2 separate regions of the Rattus norvegicus genome follow, and region 2 is linked to region 1. Evidence: chromatin contacts called from public Hi-C data. All regions are on one chromosome and are shown on one strand. Each heading gives the region's core, a stretch centred on a gene start, on an enhancer-like site or on the middle of the called end of the contact. The rest is flanking DNA. Distances are from core to core; before and after follow the strand shown. Region 1 overlaps LOC134480933 (WAS/WASL-interacting protein family member 1-like). Region 2 has its middle 63 kb from the start of Snx4.

Region 1 (2,895 bases), core at 204-2,703:
AAAAAGACAAAAAACTATACAGATGTCTCCCCAGATCCACGAAAAGAACATGAGAAATATGTTTTGGGCGAGAAAATGTGCAGAATGTTTAGCACGGAAGTCATATTTGGAGCGGAGGGCAAAATAAACAATGGAGCTGCAGAAAAAAAAAAAAAACACTGAACGGTTTTCAGAGGACCTCCTTCTGAGCATGTTCTCTGGCTGACCAATCGGTGAGGCTGACGAAGTGGGCACAGTGTAAAGTTACTCGCTGTAGTGCTAACACTCAGGTGCACAACTTATCCCAGCACTTGTGAGGGAATGGCATGTGGGAGACTGAGGTCAGCCTGTCTACATAGAAAGTTTCAAGCCAGCCAGGACTACATAGTAAAACCTTGTCAGGGAGGGAGGGAGGGAGGGAGGGAGGGAGGGAGGGAGGGAGGAGGGTAGATGAACGAATCTGGTGCCTGCCAAGGGTTTAACCAAATGAAGACAAACTGACAACCCAAATGTAGACAGACTGACTACTCTTTTACACCTTAGAGCTGTGGGTTTCTATTTCCAGAAGTGGAATCAATTCAAAGTCTTTTCTCTTTCTAGACGGTATAGACCCCACTTCTTTAAGTCAGGTGTGGGTGCTAAGCATCTGTGGTTTTAGCCACTAGAGAGAGAGGCTGAAGCAGGAGAATGGATTGAGTCCGGACTCTCAGGTTAACATAAGCAAACCAGTATTAAAACAACAGTAAACAAACAAACAAACAAAAACGAACAATATTTCAAAGCCTGGTAGAACAGCAGTGCATGCCTGTGAGTCCAGCCCTTAGGGAGGTTCCGCATTCGAGATTATCATTAGCTGCATGACAATAAAAAAAATGTAAAATAAAGTAAAATAAAATAAAAGATTTCACACAATTGTTTATTGCTATTGTGTGCACACAAAAAGTATATGGGTTTTGTGTGTAGGTGTGCACTCCACTCAAGTGTGCTTACCTGTGCACGTGTGGAGGCCAGAAAAAGCCATCCAGTGGCCTCTGTCCTTACGAGCAGGATCTCTTCCTCAATCTAGAGTTCAAATTCTTTAGCAGCCTGGTAGCCATCAAATTTTAAAAAGGTATCAAAGCATAGTAAAGTTACCCTGATAGTAAACAGATGTTTAGATCAACACAGAGGCTGGTTGGTTTGGAAAACAACAACAAAAAACAAAACAAAATCCAAACGTCCAGCTGGCCAGTATTCAGTCTAGGTATTAAAAATCCACATAGAAACCTGTGAAAAGACTAAAAAGGGCTAAGCAAGGTACTGGGTTACACTGAGGTCCACAATGTGGTGTGGAGGGGCTTTGGAAGAGCAAAGGGCAGGGAGCAGGGCGGGGGCGGGGGCGGGGCGGGGCGGGGCGGGGACGGGGGCGGGGCAGGAGCACAAGAAGCCGTGCTGGCTATTTCACCTTCTCACTCATTGGCTGGTTATGCCCATTTCTTACCTTCCTAAGGAGAATTCTGTAGCCACACAGAACTGCGGCGCAGGGCTGTGAGCATAGCTCAGCGCTAGAGCAAGCTAATGCCTGGGTTCAACTCCAGTGCCCCAAACCCTAAAATCCAGGGCCAGAAAGTCCTCCAATGCTATGGTTCAGAGAGGACTTAGACTAAACTCACAGACAGCTGCAGGAGACAGAGAGGATTTAAAGTGTCTAAACCCTCAGGCAAATCCCTTTTCACACACCCCGTGAAGTGACTCACTTTCTTTTTAATAAATACTGCTTCCCGGAGGCAGCCATTTTAGTCTTTCTGGAAGATTATGCATCTGCAAAAACTTTGTTCTTCCCTTCTTACAAAAGGGAGGGAGTACACAGAGAAAAGTTCAAAAGCCGGCTGGTTTGAGATTTGTTTTATTTGTGAAAAGATAACGTTCAGGCAAGTATAGTGGCTCACATCTATAATCCCAGACCTCCGAAGGCTGAGGTAGAAGGGAACGTGGGCTAGAGAATGAGAGTCTGACTCAAACAAGAAGATAAGTTCTGGAAGAGACGGCTCAGCGGTTAAGAGCACTGACTGCTCTTCTGGAGGTTGTGAGTTCAAACTCCAGCAACCACATGGTGGCTCACAACCATCTGTAATGAGATCTGATGCCCTCTTCTGGTGTGTCTGAAGACAGCTGCAATGTACTTATATAGAATAACTAACTAAATAAATCTTTTTTTTTTTAAAGTTTTACTATTACTGTTAAAATCATTATCAGGGGTTGGAGGGGCGGCTCAGAAATTAAGAGCACTGACCGTTCTTCCAGAGGTCCTGTGTTCAATTCCCAGCACCCACATGGCGCTCACAACTGTCTGTAACTCACGTGCTCACACTAACACATACATGCAGGGAGCAGAACAAAGCATATGAAATAAAAATAGATAAATTATTTAAAATCATTACCCACCAGGCCTCAGACCACACATCGTGCGCTTGCATGTCCAGGCGCATTCCCTCTCTAGAAGAGACAGATATGACAACCAATGGCTGGCGGACGTGATGGTCCCGTCAGCAAGGACTGTTACTATTTGGAACATTCTGTTTTGGAAAGTCAATGTAGGAGTGCAGTATACTGGGAAAGTTTCCATTCTTTTTAGTTTTTAAATGTTTGAATGTTTATAGAAGTAAAGGTCAGCTATCTGTGGAATCATTTATCCCACATCCCCCAAGATGCTGGCTCGTAGGACCGCTACAGAAAAGAAGCATTCAGATCTCTGCTCCCTTCATTATCTATCCACGCCACATCATCACCAGTCCTGCAAATCACCTCGAAGAGAAGATAATGGTATAAAGGTATGTAGTGCAGTATACATACAGTATTATATGTATGTATATTATGTGTTAGATATATATATAATTTTATGTATATAACACTATATATAATATATAAATATATATA
Region 2 (2,769 bases), core at 76-2,575, 60 kb after region 1:
ATACATGTATTGTGTCCATGCACACACACACACACACACACACACACACACACACGTATGTGCGTGTGCATGTGCGTGTGTTGCATTATGTGGTAGGAAACCCAATATTTCATATTTTATATGTGCTAGGCAGGTGCTCTACCACTGAGCCACACATCCCAACCCAATCCTTCTCCGAATGGGTCTTGCCATGGTAATATATGTGTATGTCACCACTGCTGGCCCTTTTTCAAAACTGTATTTCAAAAGAAGAAATATACACCCCACTCGGGAGAACCAAGAAATGAGAGGTTTTCATACGTTTAGATCAGAAAGATGCTATGTCCTTGTGTTGGTATTTTTTTTTTTTTTTGATTTGGGTTGGGATTTTTTTGGGGGGGAGGAATTGTTATTTTATTGGGTTCTTTATACCTACCACATTTCCAACCCTTATTCTACCTTAATGCCTTCCATCCTCCCACCCCCAACACTAGGTAAGAGAGAAAAAAGGTTAGGAAGGAAAGGGGGTATAGATCTCTTTAGACTACTTCTCTCTGATTAGGGGCATCGGCTTCCTTGTCAAGTCCAATCTCCATCTTCAGGATCTCTAACCAGCAATGCAGCAATGCAGCAATGCAAATGCAGCAGAGAGACAGGAGAGACCAGCAGCAGGGAGCTGGAGAGATGTTCAGCGGTTAGGACTGACTGCTCTTCCAGAGGTCCTGAGTTCAATTCCCAGCAACCACATGGTGGCTCCCAACCATCTGTAATGGGATCCAATGCCCTCTTCTGGTGTGTCTGAAGACAGCTACAGTGTACTCATATACATGAAATACATATATATATATATTTTTTTTTTTAAAAGAAACCAGCAGCCGCTGCCACAACCCTGCTCAGGGCTCTCACATTTATACCCTCTCATGAGTTCCCAGAATTCCAAACATAAACTGTCTGCAGCTGGCAAAGATCACGCCCCTCCTAGAGCACGAGACAATCACAGCCAGTGGCTATGGACAAAAATGAACCAACCCCATAACCACACCCAGGATTAAAACAAAAACATTCACATAACATAAACTGGGTTTTTAAAGAAATCGAAATTCTCAATACATCCTTCATCACAAAAAAAGGTGGCTGGGAACGTGATGAGTCTGAACTCTCCCAGGCCTGGAAACCCTCCTTAGAAGACAGGCAAGTACATCAGCTCCTTCGTAAAAGGCTTCCCTGCTCACCATGGTCCCACTGCCTATACCCTGGGTCCACATTTTGAATCACTGTCCTCGGGGACGGTCCCCTCAGAGCCAGGATCACTAGGGCTGAGTCAGCGCAGGACACAGAGGTATCCCAATCGGGGCATCATCCAAGCCTGGTGAGTGCCCAGAAGTCTGCTCTGAGTAATTAAATGTAGGTAGAAAGGTCCAGGTTTAAAGGTCTATTTACTTATCATCCTTTTACCCCGAGGACAGGGCCTGCTTGGTTAATGTTTACTTTGTTGAATAATCTAGTTTTAGTCACATCGATAAAAGTTCATTCTACTTTTATAAAACAAACAAAAGTCTGGCAAAGTGGAGATGGTTGCCATCGACGACCCCTTCATCGGCCTCAACTGCATGGTTTGCATGTTCCAGTATGACTCTACCCATGGCGAATCCAATGGCACAGTCAAGGCTGAGAATGGGAAGCTCGTTATCAATGGGAAGCCCGTCACCATCTTCCAGGAGCGAGATCCCGCTAACATCAAACAGGGTGCCGCCGGTGCTGAGTATGTCATGGAGTCTACTGGCGTCTTCACCACCATGGAGAAGGCTGGGGCTCACCTGAAGGGTGAGGCCAAAAGGGTCATCATCTCCACTCCTTCAGCCGATGCCCCTATGTTTGTGATGAGTGTGAACCACGAGAAATATGACAACTCCCTCAAGATTGTCAGCAAACGCATCCTGCACCACCAACTGCTTAGCCCCCTCTGGCCAAGGTCATCCATGACTGGCCGTGGGGCAGCCCAGAACATCATCCGTGCATCCACTGGTGCTGCCAAGGCTGTGGGCAAGGTCATCCCAGAGCTGAACGGGAAGCTCACTGGCATGGCCTTCCGTGTTCCTACCCCCCATTTATCCATTATGGATCTGACATGCCGCCTGGAGAAACCTGCCAAGGATGATGACATCAAGAAGGTGATGAAGCAGGCGTCTGAGGGCCCACTAAAGGGCATCCTGGGCTACGCTGAGGACCAGGTTGTCTCCTGCGACTTCAACAGCAACTCCCACTCTTCCACCTTTGATGCTGGGGCTGGCGTTGCTCTCAATAACAACTTTGTAAAGCTCATTTCCTGGTATGACAATGAATACGGCTACAGCAACAGGGTGGTGGACCTCATGACGTACATGGCCTCCAAGGAGTAAGAAACCCTGGACCACCCAGCCCAGCAAGGACACTGAGAGCAAGAGAGAGGCCCTCAGTTGCCAAGGAATCCTTGTCCCAACTTGGCCCCCAGCACTGAGCATCTCCCTCACAATTTCCATCCAGACCTCCATAATAACAGGAGGGGCCTGGGGAGCCCTCCCTACTCTCTTGAATAACATCAATAAAGCTCAAGGCACGCCCCTCCCCCCAAAACAATACAAAACAAAAACAAAAGTTTCAGCCAGAGGTTTCTCCCTGGTCCGTTGGCTCTACTGCCATCTAGTGGCATATTCCTAGAGTGCAGAGCGGCCATCTGGGACAGCCACCTTGCCTGGGCTAGAGTCCAGGAAGTGCCTATAACTGAGTAAAGTAGCCAGCCTGACAGATTCA

Evidence for each region. Hi-C and Micro-C count contacts between places; a contact is called where the count stands out from the background.
Region 2: a Hi-C map of kidney shows a contact between it and region 1, with 3 times the contacts expected there. The contact joins two enhancer-like sites. A contact is called at or near these places in 4 of 12 Hi-C or Micro-C datasets (the A7r5 cell line, the Rat2 cell line, kidney and 1 more).

The regions. Positions count from the first base shown.
Region 1 is chr11:80,898,673-80,901,567 of GRCr8, forward strand. The region is part of intron 2 of LOC134480933 (WAS/WASL-interacting protein family member 1-like); the gene reads left to right. Among named protein-coding and RNA genes, the nearest start is that of Zfp148, 9.2 kb to the left of the region's middle. Within about 2 kb of position 1,454, at least 12 of the 93 cell types and tissues checked have an H3K27ac peak or open chromatin away from gene starts, as enhancers often do. A contact at or near this core is called in kidney, where this site is marked.
Region 2 is chr11:80,958,551-80,961,319 of GRCr8, forward strand. No RefSeq gene overlaps it. Among named protein-coding and RNA genes, the nearest start is that of Snx4, 63 kb to the right of the region's middle. Within about 2 kb of position 1,326, at least 4 of the 93 cell types and tissues checked have an H3K27ac peak or open chromatin away from gene starts, as enhancers often do. A contact at or near this core is called in kidney, where this site is marked.